Regions from separate parts of the Zea mays genome. Here region 2 is linked to region 1. The links are chromatin contacts, called in public Hi-C maps. All regions are on one chromosome and are shown on one strand. Each heading gives the region's core, a stretch centred on a gene start, on an enhancer-like site or on the middle of the called end of the contact. The rest is flanking DNA. Distances are from core to core; before and after follow the strand shown. Region 1 holds the start of LOC103631821 (Intron maturase type II family protein). Region 2 has its middle 7.9 kb from the start of LOC100192462.

Evidence for each region. Hi-C and Micro-C count contacts between places; a contact is called where the count stands out from the background.
Region 2: a Hi-C map of ear shows a contact between it and region 1, with 5 times the contacts expected there. The contact joins the enhancer-like site here to the promoter of LOC103631821 in region 1. A contact is called at or near these places in 6 of 25 Hi-C or Micro-C datasets (ear, leaf, root tip and 1 more) and 1 of 3 datasets of contacts at active chromatin or transcription factors (leaf).

Annotation. Positions count from the first base shown.
Region 1 is chr1:18,332,018-18,338,054 of Zm-B73-REFERENCE-NAM-5.0, forward strand. LOC103631821 (Intron maturase type II family protein) reads left to right here and starts at 4,286. Exons shown (of 1, transcript XM_008653562.3): 1 at 4,286-6,037. The coding sequence starts at 4,378. LOC100284677 reads left to right here. Exons shown (of 8, transcript NM_001413062.1): 5 at 582-621; 6 at 772-818; 7 at 1,043-1,163; 8 at 1,482-1,939. The coding sequence ends at 1,642.
Region 2 is chr1:18,377,456-18,382,973 of Zm-B73-REFERENCE-NAM-5.0, forward strand. No RefSeq gene overlaps it. Among protein-coding and RNA genes, the nearest start is that of LOC100192462, 7.9 kb to the right of the region's middle. Within about 2 kb of position 2,361, at least 17 of the 20 cell types and tissues checked have an H3K27ac peak or open chromatin away from gene starts, as enhancers often do. A contact at or near this core is called in ear, leaf, root tip and 1 more, where this site is marked.

The sequences.
Region 1 (6,037 bases), core at 3,036-5,535:
CATAGGAATTGCTTTCTTCTGGAATCTGGAATTCTTTGAAATCCTACAAACCAAGCGGCGCCTAAGATTGTCTCCTCATCTATTATTATTGTTGAGGTTCCTTTGGATTTTGAACTTCTAAATTAGTTTTTTTTTGGGTTCAGTGGTTCCAATATTATTGTGATTCTTAAGAGTGTTTCCTCGTCTATATTGGATATCCTCACCAGTTGGATATTCTCACAACACTGGTTATGGATACAGTTTTGAAACCTTCTTGATTAGTTAATGATGTCAGAGTTCCAATGCTACTATTTTTGTTCATTATTTCTTCTTTACAGTCTTCTAGAGTACAAAATCCTTGAAAGCTTACATATTGTCAATCCTCTTGTGGGCTAAGTTTTAAGTTTTTAGCACATGTTTCATCTTTTCTCTGGTACCTCATCCATGTGTTGGTGGTTGTTTTGCAAGTATTTATTTTGTGACGTGGCTGCTGTTTATCTGGTTTAGTGTTTTTTCTCTCAATGCCTCATCTCTGGCGTACCCGTATAGGAAATTACTGAAGTCTTGTATTTGCTGACTGTGACCTCTTTCTTAATGTTCAGGTGCGTGATGAGCTTAAAAAAGAGACATTGCAACTTGCAAGTGAGTTATACGTTCTGTTTGTCTAAATTTAAATGATGTTTGAATTGGTTCCAAAAAATAATGGTGCTTCAAAAGTACCCTTTGATTTACAGAACTTAAAATAATATATATGTAACATATTGTTACTCTCTTTGGTGTTGTAAACTACAGGGGAAAATTTAGAAAAGGAGCAGCGGATTTTGGAACTTAGGAATCAGGTGCCGCACTGTCACCTTTATGTCATGAAGAAAGATAACAAACATTGTGGTTCTGTTATTCATTATTAAACCAAATGATCATGCATAATTTATAAAATATATAATACCATGAAATGACAACCTTGTAATACTGTTACTGCAAAGCTTTCTTCTGATTTTGTTCTTATGTTTTTGGCGTTTTATTTCTTTGCTGAAATTTCATTTGCATTTATAATTTTGTGCAGTGCACAATAATTAGAACCACGGAACTGGCTGCTGCTCAAGACCGCCTAACTGATTTGGAGAGGCAAAAGGATGATATTATGAGGTCCTATTCCCCTGCCGCACTGCTCAACAAGCTCCAAAGTAAATATTCTGAACAATAACATCTTGACGGCCTGTTTGGAACGCTAAAATTTCCATTCTTCCTGCATTTTTCCTGTGAAGTTCCTGTGTTTCTTTCTTACCAGTTGCATACTTGTATTTGAGTTTGGTTATTTTCTGATTCAGAATCGGATACAATGTACATTACATGTCAATGTTCAGGCATAATGATCATGCTAGCCTTTCGAACTTTTTCAATACCGGTTCAAAACAACAACAACAAAAAGTAATATGTAATTCCAAGTATTTGAATTTGTAAGGTGTTTGTCACACAAACTAAACATATTGTTGTTTCCTCAGCATCAATGGCAAAGTTGGATGAGGAGTCCGAGGAGCTGCACCAGAAGTTCCTGGAGAAGGACATCGACCTTCCAACCTTTGTGCAGAAGTACAAGAAGCTCCGCACGGCTTACCACAAGCAGGCGTTGCTCCATCTCGCCGGCCAGACATCACTCCGCTGACATCCGGCCAGGCGTCATGGCAACTTTGTTGTATTTCTGCTCGCCTGTTCTTGTTCTACACTATGCTTGGCCCTGTTTTACGAGTGCAGCCTCTTGTAGGGATTTGCCGAACATCAGCGGATATTGCATGTATAGTTTTATGTCTTGCAAAAACGTCTTATGTACTCTGTCCTGGTGTAGTGGTGTTTACGTATCTAGTGTCCAAGTTGGGATTCATTTGTGGTAACTAAACACTTTGCCTATTTTGTTCAATTCGATGATAATAAAGCTTTTGTACGTTTGTGTACACATCCGTTCAGTGTTTTGACCGGAGCACACTGAAACAAATCAAACGTCACACTGAAACAAATCAGACTCCATCCAAATCCAACCCATCTGTAGTGGCAACGTATCGTGTGCTCGCTCAAACCGGTACCGTACTCATATGCGCATATTAAATCTCGGCCATCTATCTCCCATCCAACGACAGCCGGTAATTTTGCAGAGAACTCCTCCCACCATCCTTGGCTGGCGTGGAAAGTTTTACATCTAGCTCCCTCCACCGTTTGGTTCAGGCGCAAATGGGCCAGGAGCAGCTCGCCGCCACCGTCCAGAGTTGCAAATGGATGCCCCCATAAATATTCAAGGATCTGTGCCTTATTACTGCTGAAAATAGCATTGTGCTCATATTTACAAAATACCTGAACATGCCTAAACATCCTGAACATATATATGAAGGCAATCGTGATTCACAATCCTGTGCATATATCCTGAACAGGGGACAATGCTGAACAGCCTGAAAATCCTGAACATCCTGAACAGTCTGAATAATGGTAAAAGAGCAGATTCTGAATAACTGAACGGTTTGATCGGAGAAGATGAGTTTTATCAGGTGAGACAAGTGTGTGATTATGCTGCTCAACCATTGAAGAGATATAATACTTCTTATCTGTACCCAGCTTAACATAAATATGTGCATCACATCCGCATCTTGACTCGGCAATGTTCTTCTGTTTCTTAGTGGGTACATCTGTTGTGTTCTTCCTCTTGAAACCATTTCTTGAACACAAATACCGCTTGTTCACAATTTGACCATTAAGAGACAAATTTTGGGAACCAACCCGAACTGAAAATCCGCCTTCTCTCGCATATGCTTTGTAGAACTCTTCCACATCATCCGTAGAATCAAATGACATCCCAACAACAGGCTTCGTTTCATCCGCACATATAGGTTTGAAATACGAATACTGCAATGTAAGACGAGGGTTGGTTATTGTCATAACTATATAGTATTATTGTGCATGCCAAAATAATGAACAAAAGTGTTCTCAGCTAACCATTGGGGGAATATATGAAGTCTTTGTTGGTGTACTTAAACTGTGAGAAGATGAATCAACTGATGTAACATGTGGTTCATCTAACCAAACATCAAATGAGAGGCGACGAGCTGCCAAATTGTTCATCTCCTTCGAAACTTGGCCTCCCTAGTCATGAACGACCAAAATGAGAGGTCACAATGTCTTCCTGCCACAGTGTGAGAGAGGTGGAGAAGGGGCATTGCTACCTGCGCTTGGTCGGCGACGCTAACCTGCAGCCGGTCGGTGGTGGCGGCGATCTGCGCCCAGGTAGAGGCAGCCACCTACGCCAGGCCGGTGGTGGCGTCCTGCACTAGGACGGCGCCAGGGACATCATCTGTTGGTGTGTCCATGGTGTGATCGTGGGCGGCGCTTCGTTGCCTGTGTCCAGTTCGATAGGCAAAGGAAGAAGAATCACGCTGCCTACTAGCTGAAGCGTCCAGGGGGTTTTCGCGAAAATTGCACAGGGAGGTGGGGAGAGGTGGAAGGAGTATTTCGCAAAATTGGCTGTTGCCATCGGATGTGTAATGGACGCTCTAGATTTAATATGCGCATGTGAGTACGGTATCGGTTTGAGCACACGATATGTTGCCATCTGTAGTAGTTCCCGTGACGCGAAGCGTGTTTTCTTTACGAAAGAACGCAAGTGAATCATATTTAGAAAATCAAACCCACCGTATTGCGTATGTCCAGATTATTCATATGGATATTTAAAACACTGTTTTACACTATATATTATACTATATATTATATTATTTACAAAATAAAGTTTGAAATATAAATTCGCAGAGTAAAGTTTGAAAGATAGATATAATGGGTAAGCAGAACAAATCAAGGAGATGTACACGACAAGCGCTAGCGAGCTAAGGCTATTCATAATAGTAGTTTTATGATGGTTTTATGCATATTTAATAGTGTGCCACATTAATATTTTATATGACATGAAATAATATTTAAGATAAATAAGTTTAATTTGATGAAATTGATTTTTATAAATAAGTTTAATTTGATGAAATTGATTTTTATAGGGATAAAATCATGTCAACCCGTTTACAAGGTCTTAAAAATCGTGTGAAACTCATTGAAAGTGATTTGTTTCATCTTCATATATTTTACTGATTTTTATTGGCTGTTTAGTTACAACATTTAATTAATATGTTAGTCTATAAAATAGTGAAGTAAAATTTTACATTGAGAGACTTAGTTTCATGACACTCTTAATAATATAACAGTGTTGGAAAGAGTGATATGAAATGATCATTGTGATTAGCCTAGACAAACCGACCCCCCACCACCGCCACCCCCGCGGTCGGCTGTGCCGCTGTGCGAGTGCGATCCATTCACTCTACCTGACTACCCACCACCAATTCGTCCAAATTCCCCAACGTCACCTCCCGCGCCATGCCGCCGCGCGCGGTGCTCCGCCGCCTTCTCCCCACCAACCCTCACCACTCCGCTGCTCGCCACGCTCCGCGTCAGGCGCCTCCTCCGCCTTCAGCGATCGACGAGGGACCCCTTCCCGACCCGTATGCGCTCCTCGTTCACGACCCCATCGACCTGCTCTCATCCCTGTGGCGCCGCGCGTTCGCGCACCCGCTCCCCTCCCCCTTCCCCAACCTCTCCGGCTATGCCTCCCGCCTCGATCTTTGGCTCCTCTCCTACCAGCGTGCCTGCGCCCATGCCACGGGCACCTTCCCGCCACGCCACGCCGTCCCGCTCCCCACTCTTCATTCGCTCCTCCGCCTTCGCGCCTCCGCGCTCCGCCGCCACCCCGCCTTCCCCTGGGGCGCATCCACGCACCTCCTCCTCCGTTCCCCCGCCGACAAGCCCTCCACCGTCCCCATCTCCCGCCGCAAGCTCGAAGCCCGGTTCGCGGACGCGCCGCCGCCGTTCCAGGACCGCGTCGTCCAGGAGCTCCTCCTCTTCCTCCTTGAACCAGTCCTCGAGCCGCGCTTCTCCCCTAAATCTCATGCCTTCCGCCCCGGCCGCGGGCCCCACAGCGCCATCCGCTCTGTTCGGTCTCGCTTTGCCGCCTACCTCTGGTTCGTCTCCGCCGACCTCACGGCGGTGGTCGACGGGCTCTCGCCGGACACCATCCTGTCATGCGTCCAGAAGGCCGTCTCCGACCGTAAGGTGCTGTCGTTACTCAAGTCCGCGCTCACCGCTCCTGTCAGGCCTGGGTCTGTACCGCCAATGGAGAAGGACCTCGATGGGCTGACCAAGAAGAGGCTGAAAAGGAAGGTGCTCAGGAAGAGCAGGAAGAAGAAGGTGCTTAACGAGAATGAGCCTAAGCCTGACCCATATTGGTTGAGGATGTTCTTTGGGTTTGCTCCAGAGCAGGCACGCCACGTGCCAAATTATGGACATTGCGGGATAATCAGTCCTTTGCTTGCCAATGTGTGCCTTAACGAATTGGATTGGTGGATGGAGGAGAAAATTAACCAGTACTTTTGCCCATCCAAGCATGATTCAATTTGGAAGGAGGTAGGTGATGATGGGTGCCACAATCCCGCTTGGCCTGAGTTCGTCCCATCAGCTGGGAAGGAGAAGACAAGAAAAATGGATTTCCTTCGATTTGGTTCCCATGTCTTAATTGGGATCAGGGGGCCGAGGGAGGATGCAGTTGACATAAGGAGACAACTGATGGAGTTTTGTGAGAGAACATTTGGTTTAAGGCCAGAGAATTCGATGGTGGAAATTGAGCATATCACAAGGGGGATTGAATTCTTGGATCATGTGATCACGCGCAGGGTCATCTACCCAACCTTACGATATACTGCCAGTGGAGGGAACATTGTCAGCGAGAAGGGTGTCGGAACACTGTTGTCTGTAACAGCGAGCCTGCAGAGGTGCATAAGGCATTTCAGGAAGCTTGAGCTTGTAAAGGGGGACAGGGATCCTGAGCCATTGCCGTGCTCACCGATGCTGTACTCTGGGCAGGCGCACACTAATTCCCAGATGAACAAGTTTCTTGAGACAATGGCTGATTGGTACAGGTATGCAGATAACCGGAAGAAGATTGTAGGGTTCTGTGCTTATGTCATAAGGAGCTCACTAGCAA
Region 2 (5,518 bases), core at 1,111-3,610, 44 kb after region 1:
CCCACATTTGCAACCCTAATCCCCTCAGTCGACCCCTGGCTCCATGAGGGTGCGGCGCTTGGCGATTTCTTCCTCCTCGCCATCTCGGTGCCTCCTCCTGTCGTCGACGACAACTCGAGATCGATCTCGGACGACGACTCGCCATCGTCGACGTCTCTGGTTCTCCCAGCCTGATTGCAGAGTTTGGGTTTCCTCCCTCTCGTCCCTCCCTCCGTCTCCCTGTGCCTAACCCTAATCCTAATCCCATTTGGATCTAGTGACTGGTGATGTTCGTTCATCGCTAGTGCTCCTCGGATCGCCAGAACGAGTTGTAGCTTGACAGCTTGTACGCATGCTTGCCTTCTTCGCTGTCTTCGATCTCCACCTATCGGGGATCCGGTTTGCTTGCTGGTCGCCTGGTCTAGTCACTGGTGCCATGCTTGGACATATATTTTTTTTTTCTATTTTCATCCTCCTCCCATTCTCGTCCTCCTAACTTGTCCGGTTGTCCAACTGTCTCTGGTCTGGTCTGGTGCTCCCATTATCTGCTCGGCTGCTCCTCGACTCCGTTCCGTCGTCTCTGGTGCTCCGGCTTGAAAAGGTGTGTTTAATATCTCGCCCTTTAATTCATGTAATCGTATGGAGCAGTTAGATGTATGTTTAATTCTTGTAATCGTCTGGAGTATAGGTGTACATTCGGGCCGCCCGGCCCGGCCCGGCCCAAGCCCGAAAAGGCCCGTATTGTTTGAATTTCGGGCCGACCCGGCCCGTTTGAATTTCGTGTCGTGCCGGGCCGGCCCATGGGCCTAGCCCTCGGCCCACGGCCCGGTCCGTAATTGCTTAAACGTGCCGGGTTCATTTTGGGCGGCCCGAAATTATAAAAACCCGAAATTCAATTTTTGGCCCAAAATTCACATTAGGGCCCGAAATTCAGTTTTTGGCCCAAAATTCACATTAGAGCCCTAAATTCAAAAAAAATAATAAGACAAATAAATTTGAACAAAATCAAACTTAATATTTGTATTAAAGTTACCACAGCTATGCAATGACTACCTCGTTTATAAATCATTTTGTTAGAAGGAAAAAGAGTATAATCAGCTCTATACAAAGTTCGTAAGTTCAGTTTATTGTCTAATGTTCATAACAAAAGTAAAATTACATCACACACTCTAATTCAAAGATACAAAAAAACATCTAACTAGTATTATCTCTAGCTTTGTGTTTTTATCAAGTATATTAAAGTGTGGAATGAAGTGTGGTTTTAATAAATATATGGGCCTTTTCGTGCCTCTATATGGGCCTTTTCGTGCCTGCCTTAAACGGGCCGTGCTCGTGCCCGCCCATGGGCCGTGACCTCAGCCCAAACCCGGCCCAATATAACGGGCCGTGCCGGCCCGGCACTAAATTATTTCGGGCCGTGCCGTGCCTGGGTCGTGCTTTTTTTTCCGTGCTTCGGGCCGGCCCATCAGGCCCGACCCAAATGTACACCTATAGTCTGGAGGTAACCGGAGGCGACTGCCCGTTGTAGCCGTCAGGCTCGTGGTCGCAATCAAGGTCATGGACCTTGACGCGGCTGCAGAGGAGGAGGGGCGCCGGCTCGAGGACCACAATGAGGCGGAGGATGCTAGGTTCTTCTTGGTTTCGGTGAGACCCATGGAGATCCTATTGATATCGATACTGTCGCCGGCTCTGGAATAAGGATTAGCATAGGCTCCACGAGCCCGCCAGAGTCCGTCCCTGATCTTGATGCTGGTGGTAGCAACTCGAACTCGAAGAAAATGTTCAAATGCTGGAATGACTTTGATGAATTGACTAAAATTGCGAACGGTAAGGAAGTCAGGTATGCTACTTGTTGCAAACATTGTAAGCAAATGCTTACTGCTTGATCTACTTCTGGTACTGGGTGTGCACAATTTATCCCTGGACGTGCCGTGCTTGGGTATGTTACTAGGCACGTGGGCCAGCACGACCTAGCCCAGAACTTTAACGGATCGTGCCTAGTCCGACACTATTCGTACCGGACTGAAACGGGTTCATATCGGATCCGTACGGGTGGCACATTTGACATTTGGACATCATTTATAGACGTAGATGGGCGTTGAAGCTGAGATCCGCCCGTTCTCGGTGGGGAGTACCACCATCTCCATCTTTTGTATCTTACCTCCTGTACCGATCCATATCATGCATGGACCGATCGCCTCGTCTATGCGTGGTCCTTGTTTGGTGGAATCACGTGCGGTGTGCCACCAATTCGACTCGACACCAGCACGCCAACGTAACGATCCGGCGGACCAGAATGGACGATGATGTGGTCGTCAGGTCAGGGTAACCACAGCAGTAGCTAGCACGCGCCGCGCTGCCCACACAGATGCTTGGCTGCTGGCTTCTTGGCTGCATGCATGAACGTATGCATGCCTTGCCTGCTGGCGAATGGCGATGGCCAGTCGACAAGATGCGTGCGACGATGTTTGTCCTTTGTTGACCCGTGAAGAAGCTGTCTCGTCTCGTCAGGAATACATGCATGCATGCAGCAGTCTTTGCATTCCAGTTCAGCTCACCGTGCTTTTGAGATTATATTGACATGTCCATCTGCCATTCGCCCACACGGGCATCTACTCACGACGACATACAGTAATTAATAAAAACTAAAGTAAACTAAACTCTGACCCATCGTCCTTGGAAATTTTCAGAACCAAAACTCCATGGAACTACTAGTACGTACTATGCATGGTTATTTGAGAACCTGCAGCGAAGCAAGTTTTTTATTCAAACGAAGGAACTATTCTTGAGAACGACCACATTACAAAGAAGTAAAAACAAAAACAAATGCGGGACGGGATAGAGACCAGCTGGCATCCTGGTAAGAAAAAATAACCCAAGATTCCAGGAAAAATACTCTCTTCAGTGAGTCCTCACCAAAACAGCGGCGTGAGGTTCTTGAAAGCAGCTCAAAAGTGTACTCTGCTTCTTCTGGGGGCAGGGCGACGGAGAATTTGGTTGTTGTGTTTTCTTTCCAGAAATTCTAACAAACCAATATATCCAGATGGCCGTCCAAACCCCTCTGTTGGGGACTTATTCTCAAATGCTATGAGTTAAGAACAAGGCAACACAGAAAATGTTAATCAGTAAAGTCCTTTGTCCTTCAAAGCATTATTTCCCTTAGGATATAATGGTTTTCGGACGAAGGTTATGAAGGACGTACCTTCATAAACACAGCATACGATGACGAAGAATGAATCATAAAGAATATGAAGGATAACATAGGCAATTATATATTATTATCAACTTATTTTTGCATTATTATTATGGAGAAACAGAAATTACATCGAATTACAAATGTACCTTCAGCTTGGAAAGAGATGAAAGTACAGGTGTAACGCAAAAGTAAATGCCAAATTAGCGTGAACAGTACGGGGGTACTGTTCACCTATTTATAGGCACGGGACACAGCCCATACAAAATTACATTCATGCCCTTTACATTTGGTAATAATTCTACAGTAATCCACCGAGGTCTGAATAGCCTTTTCATCTTTAAGTCGGTTTCATTTTCTGCTACCACGCCGAAGCTTTCCCGCTCACATCTTCGGCGCTCTATCAACCTTCGTATTATTTTGGGCTTCTCCTACTGTGATACCGACTCGAGTCCGAAGATACCTGTTCACATATTATACTCCAGAAATACTATTAAATCCTGTTTTTGAGGACCTTCGTAAGCCGAAGGCCCCCAACAGTAGCCCCTCGCAATATTAATTTGTTAAAATAATAAATTTAGATTGCGACATGGACGAAGGCTTTAAGCCGAAGGTTCGAAAAAACACCTTCCTTTTGCTAGAATAGCAACATTCACTGACAGGCGGGGTCTTTCAATTTTCAACGCACTGGGCGTATAAATAAGATCATACCGCAAGCTCATTTGGCACGCTCTCTTGCCATCTGCTCTCGCTCACTCAATTTTTAGCTCTTGCGCACCAAGATTTGCTTAGCTTTTTAAGTTTTGAAGCTTCGGCATTGAAAACAGTTTTTTAGTGTTTCCGAAGATGTCTGAAGATAAGAAGGATGCTGCCGAGATGAAGCTGAGTCTCTCTGAAGAGAAGAATCTGGGGTTTCTTATAGCAATGTCGAAGACCAATACAGAAAAAATCACCAAAGAGATTTTAGAAGGTTTGTCTGAAGATACTGATGACAGCGACAGTTATGATGTGGATAGTGGTGGTGAAGACTCCGAAGATCGCCCTTGGCGACCAAGCCATGCGGTTTTCGGCAAATCAAGTATCAAAGAAAATCATCTTGTCAACATGAGAGGAAGGTATTTCCGGGACTTGTTCGTTGTGAGGGCCGACGAAGGAGAAAAGACTTGTCTGAACCCTGAAGAAAATGAAGTCGTAGTGTACCGAAGCTTTTTGAAAGCTGGACTTAGATTTCCCCTGAGTAACTTTGTCGTAGAGGTGCTGAAAATATTCGAAGTCTATCTTCACCAACTTACCCCCGAAGCAATCATAAGGCTGAATATCTTCGTGTGGGCCGTGAGAAGCCAAGGTCTGGAACCTGATGCGAAAAGTTTCTGCAATATACACGAATTATCATACGAGATAAAACCTTGGGGTAAGGAACAGTATCACAATAATTTTGGCTGCTACAGTTTCGTTTCTCGGTCTGGGTCAAGCTGTCCCGTGCCAACCTTTTGGAAGAGATGGCCCGGCGACTGGATGACAGAATGGTTTTATGTGAAGAATGACCTGAAAGTACGGGAAGATATCAAAGGTATAATTATGCGCCCTATTTGGCAAAGCTTCGGCCTGCGGAGGCCGAAGGTTGAAATGAATGAAGCTGCCGAAGAATGCCAGAGAGCCTTCGGTGTTATTTGCTCTTTTATTGGAACGAGAGATTTGGTACAAGAGCATATTGCCTTCAGAGTATGGCCGCTCGCGGAAAAATGGGAAATGCCGCAAGAAACCATAAAGGAGGCTGACGAAGGTGGACTTATCAGGCTGAAGTATACTTTCAAGTTCGGAGATAAATTCGTTGAGCCAGATGATGACTGGCTAAAAAGCATTGAAAATTTAAGTGATGAACTGCTTGGGGCTTACTCGAAGGCCGAAGATACTGCATTGTCAGCAGCCTTCGGAGGCCGGAAAAAGAAAAGACTGAACCGGGTGTTTGACGCAATCGGGTTCGTCTACCCTGACTATCGTTATCCCATTCGAGGGCAGAAAAGAAAAAGCACAACCTCTGCGAAAGAAGAAGCTGCAACTGCTCCTAGTGAGCCAGCACCGAAAAGAAAAAGGATAAAGGTCCTCACACATCGGCCACGCTATATTGAACCAGCCTCGGTGCCTGAGTTCACCGGAGAGACCTCTTCGGCCACCGAAGCTGAAAAGCCAACCAAGCCAACCTTGATGCCAGAAGTCGCAGAAATGGCCGAAGCGCCAACAAGAATAGAATTGGAAGAACCAAAGATTTTGTTACCAGAAACCAAAGAGATGGCCGAAGCGCCATCGATAGAAAAAATGGAAGAAGTAAAAGGATCAACCGAGGGA